3 separate regions of the Mus musculus genome follow, and all the other regions are linked to region 3. A link is a contact called in public Hi-C and Micro-C data. All regions are on one chromosome and are shown on one strand. The core of a region is the stretch at or near the end of the contact, and the rest is flanking DNA. Distances in the headings are between cores, read along the strand shown.

What was found. Hi-C and Micro-C count contacts between places; a contact is called where the count stands out from the background.
Region 1: a Micro-C map of the G1E-ER4 cell line shows a contact between it and region 3, with 2.0 times the contacts expected there. The contact joins two enhancer-like sites. A contact is called at or near these places in 1 of 484 Hi-C or Micro-C datasets (the G1E-ER4 cell line), 3 of 115 datasets of contacts at active chromatin or transcription factors (CD8 T cells, double positive thymocytes and embryonic stem cells) and 1 of 9 other capture datasets (adipose tissue).
Region 2: a contact with region 3 is called in a Hi-C map of myeloid progenitors, with 1.7 times the contacts expected there. The contact joins two enhancer-like sites. A contact is called at or near these places in 7 of 15 datasets of contacts at CTCF or cohesin (CD8 T cells, embryonic stem cells, large pre-B cells and 1 more), 72 of 484 Hi-C or Micro-C datasets (the CH12 cell line, the G1E-ER4 cell line, the HL-1 cell line and 18 more), 22 of 115 datasets of contacts at active chromatin or transcription factors (the 230-238 cell line, CD8 T cells, the HPC-7 cell line and 12 more) and 1 of 9 other capture datasets (embryonic stem cells).

Annotation. Positions count from the first base shown.
Region 1 is chr10:21,240,400-21,244,076 of GRCm38.p6, forward strand. All of the region lies in intron 2 of Gm33728 (a long non-coding RNA gene), which reads right to left. Among named protein-coding and RNA genes, the nearest start is that of Gm33728, 10 kb to the right of the region's middle. Within about 2 kb of position 1,587, at least 20 of the 459 cell types and tissues checked have an H3K27ac peak or open chromatin away from gene starts, as enhancers often do. A contact at or near this core is called in the G1E-ER4 cell line, where this site is marked.
Region 2 is chr10:21,192,478-21,196,045 of GRCm38.p6, forward strand. No RefSeq gene overlaps it. Among named protein-coding and RNA genes, the nearest start is that of Gm33619, 7.3 kb to the left of the region's middle. Within about 2 kb of position 1,429, at least 46 of the 459 cell types and tissues checked have an H3K27ac peak or open chromatin away from gene starts, as enhancers often do. A contact at or near this core is called in the CH12 cell line, the G1E-ER4 cell line, the HPC-7 cell line and 2 more, where this site is marked.
Region 3 is chr10:21,025,520-21,029,624 of GRCm38.p6, forward strand. All of the region lies in intron 18 of Ahi1 (Abelson helper integration site 1), which reads left to right. Among named protein-coding and RNA genes, the nearest start is that of Gm20149, 17 kb to the right of the region's middle. Within about 2 kb of position 1,507, at least 51 of the 459 cell types and tissues checked have an H3K27ac peak or open chromatin away from gene starts, as enhancers often do. A contact at or near this core is called in the CH12 cell line, the G1E-ER4 cell line, the HPC-7 cell line and 2 more, where this site is marked.

The DNA.
Region 1 (3,677 bases), core at 337-2,836, 210 kb after region 3:
ATGAGAAAACGAAAACTTTTGTGCCAGAAAACAGCTTAACACCTTTTTTATAATCTTTGGATAGAATAACAACTTCTACATTTGGTGGTAAAGGTAACAGAGTTACATAATATTTAAAACCTTGAGGGTGTTTGGGATGGGGTTAGAGCATCAGAAGTTAAAAGACAAAAACAAGAGACATAGTGTGCACATCTGTAATCCCGGAGGCAGAGGCACAAGGACCACAGCTTGGACTATACATGAATTCAAGAGCATCAGGCCTATGAAATGAGACCCTGCCTTAAAGACAACCAAAGGCTGTGGGTGTATCTCAGTGCTAGAGAGCTGGCTTAGCATGCTCACAGCTTTGGGTTTGATCCCCAGCCCTTGGGGGAAGAGGGAGAGTGTTGAAACCTGACTGTGTTTACAACAATCACAGGGTAAGCACCCCAGAACAAGGGTAAAGTTCTAGACTAAGAGTGAAGACGTTCACAAACAGACATGACAGAAGAGGAGGGTAAAAGTCATAATAACTTGTTATAGAGAACAACACATTGATCCTTCCTTACTGTGACCCTTGTTTGTTTTAAAATATTGTAGCTTTCCTAATTGACGAACGCCACTTTGCAGTGGTACAGGTCATGTAGGAATCTCTACTTATGAAGATTTCTGAGGAAAATGTTGAAGAAGAAGGCAGATCACAGAACAACCCTTCCACACACTGAAACAAATGTGTCTTTGAACTGTAAAATTTCTTGCTTATTGGTAATAAGCAAGGGAGTACAGAGTGTTGTAAAACCCTTTGTTGAATCCCAGCACTTGGGAGGCAGAGGCAGGCAGATTTCTGAGTTCAAAGCCAGCCTGGTCTACAGAGTGAATTCCAGGACAGCCAGGGCTATCTAGACAGAGACACCCTGACTTGAAAAAAACAAAAAAAACAAAACAAAACAAAACAAAACAAAACAAAAGCCCTTTGTTGACCTTTGTTGACCATCTCTTCTTACTATGTGGATTAAAAACCAATAAGAAATGCAACAGCTGGTGAGAGACTTTTTTTTAGCAAGAATATTTGCTGTTACAAGACAAATCATGACTATAAACAGCCCGAGGAAAAAATCTGAACATGTGATTACACTTGTAGAATTTACCCCAAGACTCTTAACTATATTTTTATAGGAGTCCTTATAGCAATATTGTTGACAATAGTGAAAAAGTCACAAACAGCCATGTGTTTAGTGAAGTAAACTCATGTATACCTATAGAAAAGCATTCTGCGCAGCCTTTGAGGCTCACAGGCCTAAGAATGTCTGCTTTTATCCCAGTTCTTGGGAGGCAGAGGCAGACATTTCTAGACAAGTCTGGGTGCATCTTCATCTGCAATGTACACTCTGCATAGTGAGGCCCTGGCCAGCTAGGGATGCACACCAAGACTCCACTTCTGGGCACTTTTATTTAGTTCTTTTTACACTTTGTATTCTCTCCATTTTTTTAGCAAAAACTTCCCCAAGTGAGAGAAATGTTGAAATTTTGATAATACATGTCAGAAGGTTTTGCCAGTAAGTGTCTTCAGAGGGAACCGCCCTGATAACATTTTGTGGTTTTGATATAGGCACATCTGCTTTCCAGGGTGAATATAATCCTGATGCCCTGTCAGGGGCGTCCTTAATCAGAAACACCAAATTGCTTTGTTCGCCTGCAACACTGCAGAAATGAGTTTCACAACCACCTTCCAAACAGAACTGTGAAAGCGGTACTCGCTGGAGTGTGCTGAAGCTATTGGAGAGCATGGAGTTACTTAATTTACTCCAGTTATGCCAGAGAACAACAGTGGATGGGCTGGCTTAGAGATCTGAAGACTGAGGTTCCGGCTCCGTTTGTTCCCTCAGCTACAGGTGTGCTTTGGAGCTAATGAGAATCATAATCATAATTACCAGTGTTGTTATTAACCATGTGATGACCATGCACTGCTTTCTCTGGTGCTTTATTATCTATAGCCCCCATAACTTCTTTTCTCAGGCTATTAAACACCCCATTTCATTGATGAAGAAACTGAGGCTCAGGGAGCCTGCTAACTTCTCCAAGCTGTTAACTCCTAAGCTGTACAGCGAGGCGTAATGATCTTTCTGGTTTATTTAGTTCACTGAGGTTCGGACCATCCCCAGCAAACACAAGTTAAAGGCTTCAGTTTATTTTGGAGGCAGTGGCTTACTGGTTTGGCTTACAGTCCATGGCTGCCATGAACCTGTGCATCAAACCTTTATTCTGCTGCCTGCAGTGTGCTATGTTTATTATTGCAATTTAGAAATGTAAAAATCCAAAAGTCTGGGCCCAGACCCTACCTCCGCATGTACTAACTGTTGGGACATTGGCTTTAATTTTTCTGGGTTCCTGACTCTTTATCTGTACAATGGAACCAGAACAATGCTTAAGTCAAAACATATTAGGGGGCTTTAGGAGAACTGTCCGTAACGTGTTTAAAGCAGCATTCGGCACGTTAAAAGCATTTACTTATTATGTGTATGTATTTGTGCCTGCCTGCGTTGTGGGCACCACAGGTGTCCTCAGAGGCCAGGGGATATCAGAGCCCTTGGAACTAGAGTGGTAGGAGGTTGAGCTGAGCGGCCTGCTGGGAACTGGTGTTGGGAACTGGGCACGAGTCCTCTGTGAGAGCAGTGAGCCTTCTCTCCTGGATCTCTAGTAACTCTCTAGTGCCACGTGTGCTCATCAAAGAACAGACAGTCAGACAGACATGGCTAATTACTTAACATGGGTAAGTGGAAACGGACAGAGCTACCGCTCTGTTTCTGCACGTTCCGTTCACATGTGGTTCCTTGCAGCCTACACCTCTAAGAAGTGGTCCTGTGTACATATTAAAATATTAGGACTTTCTATCACCTGGTGTTCTGTTGAATCTACATTCGCCTGAAAACGGATCAGTGATATCACCTTGTTCAGGACTCACAGCTGAGTTCATGATGGGGATGGGGTTGCGGGGGGGAGTTGAAAGCATTCCATCTAGAAATGCTATTTTTTATTATTCCACCTCTTGTTGTCTCACTAAGTGTTTTGTAATAGAGATTAAAGAATAAGGGTCAAATAATTAGGGTCAAATCTAAAAATGACTCTCAAAATATAATGATTGTCTAAGTGTCTTAACCCTTTGTTTCAAGTACATTATTTGCAGAGCAAATACAGAGCCTTAGACTAGCATGTACAAGGTCCTGAGTTTGCACATTAGTGCAAAACAAAACAAAACAAAACAAAACAAAATGCTGTCATACAAGACAATAATAGATGTTTTCTGGAATTGTTATCTTGTCACTTTCAAGTCCTCTAACATTAATACTCTCTATTAACACTTTAAACTCTTTGTAATCGTCCATGTCTCTTCTCTCTCTGTGTGTCTCTCTCTTTGTGTCTGTCTCTGTCTTTCACACACACACACACACACACACACACACACACACACACACAGAGAGAGAGAGAGAGAGAGAGAGAGAGAGAGAGAGAGAGAGAGAGAGAGAGAGAGCTGCCTAGGTTATCAGGTATAAAATGTACATTAGGGGTTTATAAAGTCAGAAAACACAGTCCTGTTTTAGGAGGAAACACTAAGTACGTGCACTAACATGCAACTCGAATGAGTAAGCACATGCTAATTAATTAAATAATGAAATATCTGCTGCTAGGTTGCGAAATGC
Region 2 (3,568 bases), core at 179-2,678, 170 kb after region 3:
TAGGATTAGGCACTTGACCGGACTGGTGGCGAGGTCAGAAAAAGCTTGCCTGTAAAAGTCATGGTTGTGCTGAGAACGGAGGGAGGAGCAGTCACGGACTAGATGAAAAGGAAGGAATGAGCAGAAGGAACAGAAAGCGAGGCAGCCTGGTGCATGAGGAAGCAGTGCCAGTAAAGGGAATTGAAAGAGACCCAGGTGGCCCGGCCTGTCACAGAGTGGGACAGTGTGTGAAGCCACTGGGGCACTGGAGCCAGCTCGTATTTATATCATGTTTATATCTGAAAGCCAGTCTACATACATGCCTTCCCAACTGCACATTTAGCGACATTTAGTTTGTAGCTCAAAGCTGGATAAGGTGGGTCTATTTACATCATAAGAATTGGCCGGCCCCTCTTTTCTGGGTTAGTTATTCTGTATTAAAAAACGTGGAGACGTTTCTAGAACCAGACTATGACATGGTCTAGACCTGAGATTTGCAACATTGGGAGGAAACAATCCTGACTCCTGGCAACTATCAGACAACTAATCAGGTTTGAAAGATGCCACCTGGTATTCTGGCTTTAGCATCCCGTCCTCTCCTTTACTCTCTTCTCTTCCTCCCTGATATTATTATAGAAGCTGGGGTGGAAATGGGTAGATATCAATCAGAGCTTCGAGAGCCCTACCAGGAGAGACCATCAGTGAGGGCAATCAGGAGTTCAAGGTGGGTATGAGTGCTTGGTGCTGATGCTGTTGAGAAGGTGATAAATGATGTCCTGGTTCTGGCTCCTGACCCGATGAAGGTGAGGCAGAGTGGGTAGAGGGTAGAGAGCAAGGCTGTGGGATACAGGGTGCAGAGTCCATACTCAGCAGCCAGCTTCCAGTGAGAACAGAGGCAGCACAAGAGTTCAAACTGAAAGCTTGCCAGAGCGTTGGGAAGACAGAGGTGGGGTCCCAGTGGGGAGACGGGAGGGGGAGGGAGAGGGGGAGGGGTTTTTCTATTTGGTGTTGGTGTTCGAATGGTTTTGTTTATGAAAAGAGAAAGATAATGGAAACGGAAGAAAGCCAAGGGGCCTGGGCCTCAGCAACAGGAGGATTCAAGATCTTTGAAATGATAATTCGGCTTCAGTGTAGGCCATATGCTGAAGCAGCCTTTACATCTTGGTTTTTTATTCTGTGTCATTTTACAGAGACTCCACGTTTCCCCTAAGCAATGGCGGGTTTGTTGCTGCCTTGAGAAGGAAAGACAGCAGCTCTCTTGCTGCCAGGACTAAGCCCAGTTCCATTTACAATCTTCTGTTGCTGAGATTCCATTCTTCCAGGGCAGACTCCTTGGCATAATTAAAATGAGACTCTTATCCCTACCCTGCCCAGGTCTGGAACCCTGGACACAGGCATGTTGCTGCAGGCTTCCTGCTCATCCAGGTTACAGCCTGCTGGGCACAGCCCGCCCTCCTGGGCACAGAGTAGACTGAGCCTTGTCTCCTATCTCCCTCTCCTGTTCTATCCCTCCCCTCTGTCTTCCTCTTTCCTCTTCCCCTGTCTTCCCCCTCTCTTCCTCTTTTTTCCTCCTCTTTTTCCCATTCCTCTTCCTCTCTTGGCTAAATGTCCACATGAGCACAGACTCTGGGTGCAAGGATTCTTTTTGCGATATTTTAAGATATAGACGAAGCTGCTGGGTTGGAGGGAGGGCTGCCTCATTCTTAGGGAAATATACAGCCAGGGAAAATTCAGCCGCTTTTCCCCTTAGTGCTACACAACCCCCAAACCCACAGACCTGCTCAATAGATAAGATGTAATCTGTTATCCTTCCCAGAGCTATTTGTATTCACTGGAGGAAAGGAACTTAACTGGAGAAAGCATACTGTTAAAGGGAACAGAAAAAAATATTTTTTTTTTCAGAAGGGGCCTCCCTAACCCTTTTGAGATCATGTGGCTTTCTTGAAGGGCTCTTCCTGAAGGCCTATCAGGGGCAGAAGCAGAGGCTTCCCTGGGGTGGGGGGTCCCTTATAATTAACTCAGCTCTGCCAAAATCAAACCCTCCTTCCAGAGTGGCTCTAGTGTATCTCTGTATCGAGAATTACAGATACGGAATTCTTTAAAACATGAAGATATCATATTTAAATGGATAAATCATCCATTATTATCTTTCAACGATATCACTTCTTTAAAACATAAAGAAAAAGGAGTTATTCTTTCCCACTCAAGACTAGATTGACAATGTAAAACCTTTTGTGGGGGTTGAACTAAAAAAATCCATTGTTGGCTCTTATTAAACTTTTAAACATGTGTTGCCACCAACAATGGACTCAGTGTTCATCTCTCAGAGCTCAGAATAAATCTATAAATACGAAACAAGATTCACAAACCAGGTCTGCTGTTCCTGAATAATGGGGCCCCAGGACTTTCAAACCTGTTTCTTTGAACAGATCTAATTTGAAGAAGAAATTCCCAAAAGCCCCTTCTGGATGGCTTGCTCTTGTTCACGATGGTGACTTAGGTGTGAGGCTTGGACAGGACTCTGAGACAGTTACATGGATGTCATAAGGTCACGGCTGGGGCTAGGTTTGGAAATTTGATCTACTAATTGCAGAAATGAAGACCAGCAATCTGTGCAAATGGAAATGAAGGCCAATTAGACACGATTAACATGTAGATTCAAAAATAAGATAGTGCAGCATTCTACTCTGAGTCTCTGCCAGTAGAATTTAACAAATTAAAACGAAATGCAGTCAAGTTGAAACATCAGAAAAGCAGGTTATGCAACATCCTGCGAGCACCTCAAGACCTGCTTAATGGATTCTCATACTTGGAAGATGGGGTCCCCTCAAACAGTGGTTTTTCTCTGGCTTGAGACCCGAGCAGCTTTCTGAAAGAAATGACATGCCCAACACATGGGGACATTTTTAGCTCATCCAAATAGCAAACACAGGTGCCCAAAGCGTTCCCATATTGTTGGCATTTAAGAATATTTTTACAAAGGATCCTACGAGATCTAGTTTAAAGGGGCCACTTAGCTACGTATTAAATATGTAAACATTGTGGCTATAGAGTAGGTGATGAGAAAATAGAAGTGAAGATCATAATTCTCGAGTTGTTTTTAGGTATCCCCTGCACTGTTCCCAAGGTTTCATTTATACAAAGCTTTAGGCTGTAAGGGTGCAAATTAAGCTTTGCTTGAGGGCAGCAAGATTTACTTAATGACTATCTGCAAATCACTGCAGGGAGGAATGTTATTAGAGCACAGAGAAGTAAGCGAACTGTGCCAGGAGAAAGCTGCCCTAGCTGCTGGCTTTGATCTCATCAGCCCTCGTAAAGGCCGCTCAATTTCTGCCTCGTGTTTTATAGGGACTTTCTTCTGAGGGGAGCAAAGCCCAGCGCAGACATTATCTAATTCCTCCTCGTAAGACTCAAGTGAGGACGGGTGGGGCTGCTGTTATTATTCCCCAACCCATTTTACGTGTGAGGAAATAAAGTACAAGGTTAGGTGAGTTTCCCAAGGTCAAATGGAAGTTGTACAAGAGCAGAGAGCATTCCTCTCAGGGTTTCTCAGAGTAGTTCAGAACCTGACAGATGAGACACTGGGCAA
Region 3 (4,105 bases), core at 257-2,756:
TGCTATATCAGCATCAGGGATAGACGTGCAGGACACTATGAAACATTCCGCAAAGCATGACAGCATCCCTGCCACTCCAAATAGCTAACCTACCTGAATTGTCCACAGTGCTCTCGCTGAGGACACTGGTGACACACAGAGTTAGAAACCATGCTCATCTCTGGTGAGGGTTCCAAAACAGTAGGCTATGTGAGGAGTAGTGAATTCACACTTGATGATATTCTGATACCTACCATGTGTAAAGCCTTCTAGTTGGTGTGTTAATCAGTTCTTGATTTGTCCTGTTTATACTCTGGAGATTTGTGGAACTATCAGACTATAACATCTTGAATGGGAAGTTCAAATGTAAAATTGGAAGGCTAGGGCAGGTATAACAGAGCTACTACATATGTGACAGAAGTAAATATAACAACCAATCTGACAGGAGATGTTCTGTCTCACAGTTGTGTAGTGGGACACTGATTGCCATGACAACGTTGCTGTGAGTGGGTGTGGGGTCCTCAGAGCTTCTGTGACTCACTGCCAGTCTTCCTGGGAAGGCTTTAGATTCACCTTTGACACCGCCAGCCTTTCTGTTGTTAACCTTCCGCAGAGCTCTCTGGTTCTGTGTTCTGCCTCACAGCTGATGGGTTGCCCGGTTCTCTCTGATAACTTCTCATCGTTCTGTGCCGTGGGTGGGTGCATTGCATCCTGCTAAGACTTCCAGAGTTTCTGTTCGGAGGTTTCCTGTCTTCGGTTGCTTTTATTCGCTTCTGTGTTTTTCTTCATGCCAATGGCTTTTCTTTATTTGTTGTAAATTTCTAAAGATGAAGGACTAGTTGTATGACTTACCTATTCTAATGTGTGGACAGCTGTAATCTCACTCATTCATTTGCCCACGCATACTTATTAAAACTTTACATTTGTGGCTAGGACAAACAATGTGCAGTTTATATTTAGGATAAACAAGAAAACTATGTCAGGACACTTGCCAAAGTGAGAACAGCTGGCTGGGGCTGCACGCTAGCAGCCTTCGCTCTTCCAGTGTTACTTTTGGAGACTGCTTCTGCTTCTCCTGGCTGCCCCCAGGAGAAGTGCTGGGCAAACCCCTGTTATTTAGGGCTTTCAGCCTACTTGGCTTTTTTTCTAACCTTCGAATCTTTATTTATCCCAGGGTTCTTTCAGTTTGACTTCGACCAGATGTGCTGGTTACAGGTTCATAGCTTTTATCATAGCAAAGATGACATCCACATGAACGACCTCACACACTCCAAAGGAAAGTCTGTCCCTACATGTTCCTAGACATTTTCCATTGTATGAAAGTTTAACATTTCTAATATATTCTTTTCAAGCTTACCAGTGGCCCTCGCAGCTGCTAATGCCAGTGGCCAGTTCTTCTCCTTATCTTCCTTGACCGATCACCAGCTTTGAATACATCTGGTTACTTCCTAATGCGTGGTTTCCTGGACACCACACTCTGTTGGGTTTTTTCTTATCTTGCGAGTCAGTCCTCTTTCTTTCCTTATGCTAGATGCTTCCTGGTCCCTGACAGGCTTAAATAGACTGTTCCCCCACAGCTCTGCTCTTTCTTCCCCTGCATATGCCAGCATCTTTGGTACTCAGGTAGCAGTGACTGTCTGATGTCTTAGACTTATCCTAGTCATCTTTCCTGAGCTCCAGTTGTGCGCAGTCCATTATTGTAGCCCCTGAGCCTCATGTGAATGTTGAGTACATGAAATATCACTCGTGTGACTTAGGAACTCAAACCTTAATTTTAACACTGTGCATGGCCTGTGGGTACTGTATAGACTTCAGTTCTCTTCTGTCTACTTCTACTCAAGTCTATATCTGATCCCAAGAAAATCATTTGGTAAAGGATTGTTGCTTTAATTGGATGTGAGTAATGCTCTTAATTACAAACTTCCTTAGTTAAGAGTTTAGGATCTTTTATCAACATGACTCTGACACTATTACTAAAAGAAAGCGTTTGTAAATTCTACACTCCGGAGGCAGAGGCAGGAGGATCCGGAGCTAAAGATCAGGAGGGAGTTTGAGGCTAGCTTGGCCAGCAACTTTCACAGAAATTGTGTTTATCTCCTACTTCTATCAGTTAGGTCAGAGCATGAGAGTCTAGTAGCAGTTAGCAGAGAGAATTTAGTCTGTACATAAGCTATGGCCTTGAGTGGTCTTTTTTATATTAGAGATGAAAAGTAATATTTACTTTTCAAATAAAAATATGTAAAGTTCTCTAATTTTCCACTACATTTTAGAAAGGGAAACAAAGCCCTGTGTTCAATGACGCACACTTCAGGAATCTCGTCTGAATTCTTCCTCAAATGATCCATGGGTATTATTTCAAAAGAGAGCTTTGTAGGTGTACTGACTAAAACTGTTAGGCGGCAAAACCTCTTCCGTTCCATCAGCTGAAGCGGAGGACTGAATAATCAATCAGGCCAAAGTGCTCCGTGCCTGTGAGTTAGCACTGTGCCTCCAGGGAGGAAGAGAGGGGACTTTGGTTCACTCAAGGCGGGGTGAGAGGAGCAAGGAGAGGAGGCTCTGGTAAAATGGCTGAGTCATGTTGACATGAGAACAAGACTTTCACTGTCTTAATAGGCTTTCTTCAACCATTGATTGCATTTTACCATCTTTATAGTTTTCAAATGAAGTTGACAACTTCGCATATTTTCACATAATAAGGCATATAAATTAATATTAGAATTCATTTCAAAGTACTCAAATTTAGGACAAGTTGTTCTTTACTTTCTTTTCTGATAATAAACTTACTGCGTGTTTTTTTAAAGAAAATGAGTACAGCCTTGTCCTCAGGCCACTCGTTCACTGCTCGCAGCTCCCATGATGCTTTGCGGTGAGAGCCTCCCCTCCCCTCCCCCCTCCCAGCCTTGTGCAGCCGGCACTGCTAGCATTTCCCACCAGTGTTTGTAGCAACCATTCTGATTCTACAAATGGGAAGGTTTTTTTTTTAAGTATTTTATTTGCTACCTGACTTAGAGTGGGTGCATCTGTAACTAAAGTAGTGAGTGTCTATGATATCATAAAAGTTACTGGTAGTGTTTTCATAAATAATAATTCCTCTTTCCTTTATAAATTCCTGTGACTCAGGGTAATTCTTCATTAGATCTATTACAGGATAAAGCCTGGTTTTAAGCATCTTAAGTTGTATCTACCGGCTGGAGAGATGGCTCAGTGGTTAAGACTGCTCTTCCAAAGGCCCTGAGTTCAAATCCCAGCAACCACATGGTGGCTCACAACCATCTATAATGATAACTGAATCTCTTCTGGAGTGTCTGAAGACAGCTACAGTGTACTTACATATAATAAATAAATAAATCTTAAAAAAAAAAGTTGTATCTACTACGAGCTTTGGGAGGAAGAGAGCTGCCTACATTTTCTCATTTACTCTCCTCAGGCTGAAGAGAGTATCTGTACTGGAATAGTCCCAGGGCTTCCCTGAGAGAACTTAAGAGCTTTTGCATTTTGTGGTTTAGTCAGTTTGGGGTGAGTAGTGAGTGTCTATGATATCATAAAAGTTACTGGTAGTGTTTTCTGAAAATGAATATCCATCACTTATTGAAAGTCGTCAGCTAAAAATGGAGATGAGATTTAGGAGTCTGGCCTTCTGGGAAGGAGAGACCTCAAGATCAAGAAAGTGTAGAGTTGTATTTTCCAGAATTTTGGTGCATTTTCAGGAAGCTTTTTCCTTGAATGAAAACTGAATGAAATGTAAAGAATCACTCTTTATGTTGTTCTTAGTCAGCACCTTGCCTGCCCATCTCAGAGCCAGGGTGATGACACATTCAGAAACTGACAAGGGAGTGCATGAGGTGACTGTCAGCATTTTACAGTCATGTCAGAGGCTCTGTGTTAGGAGTGTCCAGCGAGTGGGCTATGTGCTCATTGCAATGCACTTCTTTCTCTCTGAAAACACTGTCATAAGAAGGAAACCTAAGAATGACTTTTGAACAGTTCTTACCTTTTTTGAAAGTAGTTTCAAAAGCACTATATTTTTGGCAGAAATACTCTAATGAAAACTGTTCCTTGGTTTAGAAAATAATTACTTTTCTTAGATCTAAAAATTAGTCCAGGCAAATACCTAGGCTGTGCTAAT